Linked DNA regions of Mus musculus: region 2 is linked to region 1. The links are chromatin contacts, called in public Hi-C maps. All regions are on one chromosome and are shown on one strand. The core of a region is the stretch at or near the end of the contact, and the rest is flanking DNA. Distances in the headings are between cores, read along the strand shown.

Region 1 (5,248 bases), core at 2,469-4,968:
CTCAAGGCCATTGTAGTGACACCAACTTTCATTAGAAGGAAATAGGAGACACTAACACGGAGGGAGAAGTGTGTCACAATCTGAACCCTCCTGTCTGCTCGGAGAATCAGAGGCCTGGGGAGGAGGCCAGCATATAAACAGAAGGATCCATCAGAAAAGCACCCACAGTCATCCTTCAGGTCAGCCATGGTGACCAATCAGCGCTGGAGAAAGTGAGAAGAAGCTTAGGCTAGATTGTAATAGTCAAGAGGACGAGGAGAACCAGTGACTGTTTCCTTCTGAGCAATTCAAAGCGGAGCTTTTAATGTACCGAACCAGACGATGGCTAAAGCTAAATGAGTTTGGGGATGGAAGATACCAAGAGTTTGAGTGTGTTACAATATTTGTTATGCCTCTTACAGATATGAATGGAGACAGGTCTTGAAAGAATGGAGGAGGGTCTTGAGAAAAAACCTAGAGTATAAGAGTCTGGTCTAGAGAAAAGAGCTTGGGAACCATCAGCTTACACATGGGGTTTGAATCCAGAAGACAGAATGAGAAGTGAGTTCTGGCTGGGAAAACAAGCAGAGAAAAAAAAGAGATGCTGTCTGAGAAATGGGCTTCGACTGGCCCACTGTTTGTGTGCTGGGGTGGGTACTGAAAAAGTGCCATCGGAGAGAGTGAGCAAACATCCCTAAGGAAGGTAAATAACGCAGGAAAGAGATATCCTGGAGGTGTCTGTGTGTCAAATGCAGCCCTGGGTTACACTAGCTCAGTAGAGAGAACTAACTGGCTGCTGGTAGACTTGATCAGAGGCCTAGACCTTGATTTATAATACCCCATCTTTCCTATGTAATTTGTCTAAAATAGGAGCCAGCCTCATGTTAAACATGTTTCTCTTGGTTTATAGTAGGTTTAGAGGTGACTAGAGCAAACAGAAATACACCGGAATGTCTGTGGTATGATATGGAAGGGCCATATTGGCAGCATCTCGTTGATCAACATCAGCACTCATGAACATGTACACAATGTGGAGCCTTGATACCACGTGATGAAATTGTCTCTTTATCTCTGAGCTCTTTCTCCAAGAAAGACATCAGAGATTTTTATGCAGGGATAGTTATAAAATACCTGACCAACACTCCTCCGTAGTATAAAAGCCATTAAAAACAAACCAAACAAACACGATAGTTGGTGAAGCTATCTCAGCCAGGACACATGACACCTAATTGTCTCTCCTATCCTGGATGGGGTCCCAAAATTGAAAGAGCGTGCAGTAAAAATGAAGGAAGTCTGGATGAAGTTGGGTTGTAGATAATGATGGTATATTAATGTTGGTTCATTAGTTGTGATAAATGTGCCATACTAATATAAGATGTTAGTAGGAATAATGAATATAAGTTACTTGAGAACTTTATACTAACTTACTTTTTTCAACTTTGTGTGACTAAAACCTCTTTTTAAAAATAATCTGTTAAAATGTTATCAAAGACATTTATGCCATGAAGATCTGCATGTGGATGATTTATGGTGAGCATGAAAAGATGCTCACCATAATCTGTTATTAGAGAAATGAAAATCAACACCACACTGAGATAAGCCTGCCTGCACAGTCCAAATAAAAAAGGGGGGGGGTAGAGTTGGCTCTTTGGCTAAGAGCACTGACTGCTCCTCCAGATGACTCAGGTTCAATTCCAAGCACCCACATAGTGGCTCACAACCATTTGTAATTCCAGTTCCAAGGAACTCAGTGCCCTCTTCTAGCCTCTATGAACAATGCACACTCAAGGTGCAGGCATACATGCCAGCAAATGCCCATATACATAAAATAAAAATAATTTTATGTTTTGATAAGAATATAGAGGAACTAGTGCTAGTGGGAAAATGGAAGGTACAGTGGCCTTGAAGAACAGTTTATCCCTTCTTCAAAAAGTTAAAAATAGACTTATCATATGATTCAGAGATTCTACCCAAGAGAAATCAAAAATAAATGCACTAAAAAAGTTTTACCCAAATTTTATAACAGTGTTAACTGATGGGTGAATGAAATGTGAATACATACAATAGATATTATGTGGCCATAATATGAAATTTAATATATGATGAACCTTTACACATGAGGCTAAATTAAAGAAGCTGGCCATGAATGGCTACATTGTATGTGACTCTGTGCGAAATATCAAAAATTGGCAAATCTTCAGAGCTAGCAGTTACTTACTGTTTGGAGCTTGTGAGAAAATGAAGATGTGGACTCAGGATTTCTTTTGGGAATGAGTAACATGTTCTAAAATAGATTTTGCAGATGGCTGTACAACTCTGGATATATTAAATGATCTTGAACTCTATACTTCAAATATGGAAATTGTATGGTAGCTGAATTATATTGCAGTAAGTTTTTTTTATGTTGAGCTTTAAAGCTTTAAAAGTCCCAAATGATTTGTCATAGAAAATGAGTAGCTCAAGTTTTATACCACATTAATAGAGAACTTTGTCAAGGAAATATCCTACGCATTTTCACATTTCCCTAATCATCCTGAGAGGTGAACAATCAAGGAAGAATTTGTAAGGAAGTGATGCATAATTTAAATACTAAGTGGATTTATCCAGAGTTGGGGAAGAGCCATTCAAGCAGAAAGTGAGGGACCCTGAAAGATGAGGTCTGGGGGAAGTGAGATCCCCTGTGGTAAGCTGTGGGTGCCACTTTCTTGCCTATAACTCGAAACATCCCCTTCATCATTTCCCTTGCCCTCACTTATCTCCTGTTATCATATACCTAACCTATTTTATATCTGATTGTTCACCTTGTCTACCCACAATAGAATGGGACCTCCATAGGCAAGGGCTCTTTTTATAGCATTCACTGCAGTAGCCCCAACTGAGTAGGACCTCAGTTGTAAATGTTCTCAGTTGTAAAGTGATTGCTGAAGGTGTGGTCATGATTCTGCTCAGAGCTAGCAGGAATAAAAACAGATATGGGAAGTAAGACGGAGTTTAAAAACCAGCTCAACTTAAGTAATGGTTGAATGTCAGAGGCAGAGGAACGGGAGTTAAGGATGACCCTGGAGCATCTACACACAGAATCAGCAAGTAAGGTAGGGGAACGGGGAGGACTGGGCTACAGTGTGAGGATATGTGTAAGATGCCTGTGGGACTTCAGAGCAGATGTGTCTAAGACACAACAGGAAGCTTAACAGAAAGGGTGGGAGTAAACAAACAGACCTGGGGAAGCGTCAGCATGGAGCCATCCAACCTCGGAAAGGAAGGGTCCATAGGCCAAGGGCAGTAAGATGGTGATGCATAAAGCCAGCAGAGCACAGAGCACACAGCCATGCTGCTACCTGAGTAGAAATGCTACTTCCCCTGTCAGTGCACAGATCAGCCTCCTTCAGGATGAATGAAAGCCATGTCTCTTTTTAAGTCACCCACATCCCACGTGAGCTCGCCTACCCAGATTCTTCCTCGAGGTACCAGGAGCCCAGCCCAGAAACTAAACGTGCTAAGTGGGACCCCTGCTTCATCCTTGACCTTTGTACTTTGCTAAGTCTAGGAATGCCCTCGGCCATGACTGAGAATGTCGAATTCCTCCCTTGGGGGCTGTTGTGTATACTTATCTTCTACAGGCTTATTGCAGAGGGACATTGTTTTGGTTTTTTGCAAAAAGGTTAAGTTTTCCTGGAGTGACCGGGGCATAGCTTGCTATAGGATTAGCGATGCCGTGCTGCCACCTACTGGAAGCACCCACAGCTGTCAGGACAGACCTGTGACTGAAGACTTCAGTGCCTGGGCTGAACACTGACTGCTTCCCCTTGCAGACTCCTTTGCTCGGCCAGAAACAAAATATTCCCTGCATCTGTTTCCGCAGTCATTTTGAAACCAGCTTTATCCTGCCACCAGTCATGTCTGCCCTTCCAATCCCAACCTTTTTTGCAAGCTTCGCTTTAAAGGGCTTCATCTGACCAGTTTCTGTTTGGATTTGTGGTCACATGAGGCCAGTCTTCTGCCAAACATTCTTTTAATAATGATGACCTCTAGAAGCTCTGAGAAGGAGCTTTAATTCAGCGGTGATAATAAAGCTAGCTCTGACTCCTGGCAGCCAGGAAAAACAGGCAAGTGATGGGTTTTATAGCTTTTACTGCCTGATATAAAAAAAAGGTACCTGTTAATAAAAGTCAGTGATAAAACAAAAATGAGTATAATTTGATATCCAAGAGTGTTTTCTTAAGGACCGTCTATTACATTATTTAAATAATGTTACTTTTCTTGAATTTAACCTTCTTTTGACTTTGCTACCCATTTCTGCCTATACCGTTTTCTTCTGGTCTTGCCTCTCTTAAGTTTATTATACTTAGAGTAGATCTCATACATTGCAGAAACTAATTGGTCTCTAATTAATGGTTTAATTGGGGCTTTTTGGATGCAGGTGAGCATGCCTCACCAGCCTGCATAGCCTCCAGAGCGCCTGAAAACAATGAGAACTCATAATCTCCCCAGAAAAATGCCTGCCTCTAATTAAGGTCTGAGTTCTCCGAGACATGCCTCACGTGTGAAGGCCTTAGTTAAATAAGATTTCCTTCTTGTCGTGATAGCATACAGTCAGTTTCTAACTTGGGGTTCCTCCCAATTCCTGGCAGACAATGGATCTGTTCACTGTTGCTTATTTGCTGGCACTGGCATTGCTCAGAGAATACCATAGATGGCAGATGCTATTATGCAATGAAGATCCCAGGGAATAGAAATGAGAAATAACTTGCCCAAGATCTCCCATCAGATTGTCTTTATGTATCCTTCGGTGCCTCTTTGGTCTCGTGCTTAAGAAATTAAGTTAGCCTTCCGTGTGAGGCTGTTCTTCTGCCTGAAAGGACTGGGTTACATTGTTCTATGTAAAAATTCCAAGAACTATCACTTATTGATTTTAGTAGAATTCTTACTGAAAAATTGGAAGCTGGAAGCTGACCCCCTTCTTGTTTTATAAATAAAAGTTTAGTGTTGAAACTAACATGTTTAAAATTCAGAAACACAGACCAATGAGACAGCTCATCCAATAAGTGGCTGAGGCAGGAGTACCTGAGCTCAGTCCCCAGAACCCGTATAAAAATAGCTGAGTGTGGTAGCCCACACTTGTAATCCCAGCACTGGGGAAGAGGAGATAGGTAAATTCCTGAGGCTAAGTCCAATCCCCCTCACTTAATAAGCTCCATCTGTCCAAAAGGAAGTTAGAGACACCTGAGGACTGAGGCCCAAGGTGGTTCTGAAGCCCACCCACACCCTA
Region 2 (5,394 bases), core at 2,526-5,025, 170 kb before region 1:
TGTACATAAAAACTGCATATTTTTGGAGATGCAAAGTAGTGATGAAATGGTTATTAAATCTGTCTTCTGTTCTCTGAAATATGAGGTTTCCATCCTGAAAAATTCTCTTTCTTTATAGCAATTGCAAATGTTCTTCTAACATGATTGCCCATACTAAAATGTTTGTTTCTTAAGGGTATCCTCATGTCTACTGGTTAATTTTATTTCTAATTAAATGTAAGTGTGAGAAAATGTGGTAAGTGGGTCTAAAACATACTAGCCAAGAGTGTGAGACGTATTAGTAAGGGAGCCAGGAGCAATATATGAGAGACACAGGTGGGCAAAGTTCTCGGTTACATGAAGCGTAAAGAAGTCCCTCTGCGGTGCTGTTCTCGGGGCGTACACAGAGCAGAGCGTGTGGTCTTCCCCTGAGGCAGCTTCCATGTCACTGGTCATCAGCCCAGTTGGGTTTTCCAGGGAGAAGGACGGACAGCAGTCTCATCGCGGCTTTCATGCGTTTGAGGACAGGCAGGTGAAGTTCATGCTCTCCTAGGAGAACTGCATGGGGTCCTGTGAGGAGAAACATGGGTCTGTCTTTGCCCCTCCAACATGGCATCTGAGCAGCCCAGGCACCGTATCATGAGAAACACATCTGGCGTGCTGAGATGCACTGGCACTGGTGACTTTACTTTTCACGGTCGATTACATGAAGGGAAGAAAGGAAGTCAGTAGGAAAGAATCAAGCTCCATTTTGGGGGTGAAATGCTGTGCTCGATGTGGCCCTCAAATGGCATAACCCAGCAGGATGAGCAGTCATGACAAAAGTAATATCGCTCATCATTGCAGCCAGCACATTAGCAGTGTTGACTAGGAGCCAGCCCTCTACCAAGTGCTTTCTGTGCACTGGCTTATATATGCTTTGGTTGTATGGCAGGAACTTCTTCGATGATCTTATGGTAATGACATGGAAAACATTGGAATTAAATTACCTACCCCGAGTCCTCTGGCTAGCAAAGGGAAGAATGGTTCCCACCCAGGAAGTCTAGTCCTGAGCCCTGTGTTCTACAATAGTTTCCAAATCATAGTCTGAGGACTATGGTTGTCTGCAAGCTACCTATCTCTGTGCCATCAGACACAGGTTTGAGAATGAACATTTAGATACTTTGATTGTTCTTAGCCCTTTGACATTGTCTGGGAATCTAATAAATTAGGACTTACATTATATATATATATATATATATATATATATATATATATATATATATTTCTAGGTTTTGAATGTCTTTTTCTAGTAACTCATTTTTATTGTATCTCATGAAAGTGTATATTCACAACAGATTGTGGGGATATTGGGCTGTTGCCATAGTTAGAGGAACATTGCTCCAAATCCTTTACTGTCCCACACTGCCTCCCAGAGAGTGAAGGAAAGGACCATCTGCCTTAGCTCTAAAGCACTTACAGCAGACAGAGAGCTTGGATAGTTATTACCATTGCTTCTCTCCTAAATTTCTGGTTCCAGAATAGACTTAGAATAACTAGAATATTTAATAATATTTATAAAAATGGCATTTGCACATGTGGTAGACACACAGGCCTTGGTGCATGTGTCGAGATCAGAGGACAACTTGCCAAGTTGCTTCTCTCCTCCCAACATGTGAGCTATGAAGATCAAATCCAGGTCATTGGCTGGTCCTCACATTCAGTATTTGATAAATGGATGAGTGAATGGGTAGATGTAAATAATGCTTTCATTACTGCAAAGACATATGTCCTTAATGGTACAAAATCCCCAATCTTGAGTTTCAAAACCAACATATTGCTAAATTAGAATGCTCTGATGTTCCGATGTAAGGGCAGGATTAGGTTTGACTCATCTAGCCTTCTAAGAGGTTGACACTATTTTTCCTGCAAAAAAAAAAAGGCCTCAACTCTTGCAATGCTAAGCCTGTTGATTGGAGTTAAACTAAAGAGGTCTTGTAGGAAAAATTCCTCATTTTTTCCTAAGCCATATTATGGCTGTATAGTTTCGAGGCTTCACGATCATCATGCTGGACATGGAATTTGAGGCTCATTTATTTGAGGACATTGAGGTGATCCAGAGACTTCCATTCTATAGAATAGACACGAGGGAAGAGGTCAAACTCTGGTTCAATTTTAGTTCTCTCATGTATTGTTGTTTGCTAATGTAGATGTTCTTTGATGTTTGCTTGTTTGTTTTTTAATTGACAGTAACAATATTTCATGTTTTTTATTCCTTACCTATGAATGCTGAATGGGAGGGCACCTTCCAATCAGTGATCCAAAGACAGTCTCCTCTCCCCATCACACTGCTATATCGTTGCCTTTATTAGTAGCTAAAGAGCTATCTGTAGGCATCAGACCTCTGACTTAGCCTGCACTTGTATGATGTCACCATCTGAGTGTCTGTGTATTTGGGTTTGCCCTAGCCTCGTGCAGCTCACCTGGGAACTTGTGAGACCCAGACTCCCGAACTTTATACCAGGGTTGAAGTAGCCCTGAACATGGCTTTAATATAATCCAAGGTTGAAGAAGCGCCTCTCAGTGTCGCCACGCCCAGCCTTAGGGTCAGGCCTTTCCAGACCTGATGCTGTGTGTGCTTATGTGGTGAGCAACCATAGTCATGTTAAGGAAATACTCTACATTGCTTCATGCTGACCCAGACATTGAAAAAAAAAAACAAAACAAACAAACAAAAAAACCCACTATGTCCCACAGTGGCAAAAGCTTCTTCCTTGTCTAGCACATTTCCAAATTTTACAGCGTGCTTTCCCAGGACAGGAGCCCACGTTTTCTGGCTCAGGAAGGGCAATATGAGACAGAAGCAGCTTCTCCGGCTGAGGCTCAGGCTCAAATTCCCTATCGCTGGAGGAACAAACATAAGCTGTGTGAGTAACACAGTAAGCCATCTTGAACATTTAAAGCATATTATATTTTCCTCACTGCCCCAGCATTTGCCAGAGTCACTTCTGAAAAGTTAAATAGCTACAGTCTGCCTGCAAACAGCCAACTCTCACCTCCTCCTCAGCCAGCCACACTTCCCACTCCCACCTGCTGGCTTAGAGCAGTGATTCTCAGGAACATGACCCATCCAAGTCACCCAGGAAGCTTCCTAAAAGTACCCCTGCCCACACGCCATCAGTTGGCCAGGCTCGAGGGACTCCCTGCAAGATGCCCGGATGATCTGAGCATTCAGCCAGGATCAGCACCACTTCTCTGAAGACTGCTGCTGCTTATAATCGGTGATTTCCCTGAGAGGGAGAACCTGGTTATTGCTGAGGCATTTACTCTAGTCAAGTCTGTAATAGAGTGCTCAACTTTATATTGGGAACCAAGCTTTATACATAAGCTCTGAAATCGCATACAAATGAATTCCAGCCATATCACTTAATAGCTTCTTTACTGTGACCAAATTATTTAGCCTCTCGATACCTATTTCTTTTCTGGAAAATAGAAATTATAATTTTGGGGGCCTAGGAACATAATAATGGTTAAGCGGGATAATGACTGTAGAACATACTCCACCTCCTTCCTCATACCACATGAGACTGGTCTCAGCACTGAGCACTCTAAGTCAGTTCCTGTCTGCTCCTTAGCTCTCCCTTCTATGGCTTTCTGACCTCTGTCACTGCTCTTTCACATCCTGCTATCTCCCACTGGATCTTCAGGCTGCTTTCCTTTCCCCACCAACCTGCATTCACTCTAACACACACCCAATGACTTTGCTAGTGCCCCTAGACCCTAGCCTGACAGCAGGCAAGAGCAGCTGCTGTAGCTCCACCGTGTCCTGTCCCTGGAGCCCCTCTGCTGGCTGGAGATCAGTAGCAGCATGTGGAGCTCATAGCGCTGCGAGTCAGTGGATTTGTTTCCTAGGGCTGCAAAAGCAGGGTAACACAGTGGCTTGAAACAAAAGAAGCCAATTCTGTGGGGCCAGCAAGATAGCTAGGAAAGGAAGGGTATTTGCTCCCAAAACTGATGACCAGGGTTCAGTCTCTAGAACCTAAGGGAAAAAAGTGACTCCTGCAAGTTGTCCTTGGGCTTCTATACAAGCACTGCACTATACATATGTGTGCACATGTGCACATACACAGTAAACAGACAGACAAACAAATAAATAAATATTTGAAAACTTTAAATAGTTTACTCCATCACTGTTATAGGTATCAGAATCTGCAATTCTTCCAAGGCTCTAGAGGGGACCCTAGAGGCTCTAGAAGATATTGCTGTTCTTGTTCAAGAAACAACTCTAAGGAACAACCAGAGTTCCTTAGCATAACCTTTCCCTGTCCCTGTCATTTGTCTGACTCCCATAAGGACACTTTCAGTAGATTTAAGGCCATCCTAATCTTATATATTTCTATCCCAAGTTTTAATTTCATCCGCAAAGAACCTGTTTTCAAGTTAGGTCACGTTATGACGTTCCATGCAGATGTGGGCTGAGAGGTTCACAACTCACTCCTGTACCTAGCCATGGGAATCAGTGAGGAAGTATGGCTGTTAAAGCAAATACGCAGGATGGTCGGAATTGTAGGAGTCTACAGGGTTACAAGTGAACATTACTGATAGGTGGGTAGGTGCAGGAATCCCAGGCAAGCCATGGTAGATACGGCTGCTTTCAGTATAATTATTTGCTGAAGATAATTACACTGATGCCCAAACTTATTATCTTCCCAGATAGAGCAGAACACTGCCAGTAACCGTTTCTGTTTTCCCAGGGATGCATGGATAGCAGCAACAGCATATTGTGTCATCAGATGAGATTGTGTTACTATGAAGAACGTTGCCTTTGAGTGGCATTTGATCACAGCCAGTGTTGCCATTCACTCTTCCACTCTCTGGTACAGGAGATGCGGCTTTATTAGTGTAAATAGATTAGCTCCATTTAAGGTCTGCTGGAAGTCATCATGAAAATCATTAAGTTGAAAAGAGGCCTGATCAATTGGTTCCCCACCCCCAAGCTCTTAGAGATGGCTCTAATGTCCTCACTAAAAAAAAAAAAAAAAAAAAAACCTAGGGTTTAAAACACAAAGCATTTTGGAATCCAATCTCATTCTTTGGTGTGCATCTGTACCTAAAAAAAGAAAACGAACCACTTACACTTTTTGTTTTCTTTGAGTTTCATTCCCAGTATTTTGTTTATTCACTAACAGTGATGCTTGGCCTTTTCACAACAAGTAGAAGCCTCAATTAAGCAATTTTTTGTGGCGATTTTGACTTTATCCAGAGAGTCTGGGTACCAGGAGTCCCTGTGTTCTTGTCTTTGGATTGTTACCTCACCTGTTTGCTGCCAGTGTACTTACCTGAGCAATTCAAACCTTTTGTTACTAATGGGGACTTGCAATCTCCTTGCCTTTACCTGGGTTCCCATTTCATTTTTAATCCAGTTGTGCTTTTTGT

The links. A called contact is a pair of places that touch in the nucleus more often than the background predicts.
Region 2: a contact with region 1 is called in a Hi-C map of the N1E-115 cell line, with 11 times the contacts expected there. The contact joins two enhancer-like sites. A contact is called at or near these places in 9 of 484 Hi-C or Micro-C datasets (the F1.1 cell line, the G1E-ER4 cell line, the N1E-115 cell line and 6 more) and 2 of 115 datasets of contacts at active chromatin or transcription factors (bone marrow-derived dendritic cells and embryonic stem cells).

Annotation. Positions count from the first base shown.
Region 1 is chr6:33,926,208-33,931,455 of GRCm38.p6, forward strand. The region is part of intron 17 of Exoc4 (exocyst complex component 4); the gene reads left to right. Among named protein-coding and RNA genes, the nearest start is that of Gm13853, 64 kb to the right of the region's middle. Within about 2 kb of position 3,719, at least 48 of the 459 cell types and tissues checked have an H3K27ac peak or open chromatin away from gene starts, as enhancers often do. A contact at or near this core is called in the N1E-115 cell line and cortical neurons, where this site is marked.
Region 2 is chr6:33,760,381-33,765,774 of GRCm38.p6, forward strand. The region is part of intron 11 of Exoc4 (exocyst complex component 4); the gene reads left to right. Among named protein-coding and RNA genes, the nearest start is that of Gm13853, 230 kb to the right of the region's middle. Within about 2 kb of position 3,776, at least 18 of the 459 cell types and tissues checked have an H3K27ac peak or open chromatin away from gene starts, as enhancers often do. A contact at or near this core is called in the N1E-115 cell line and cortical neurons, where this site is marked.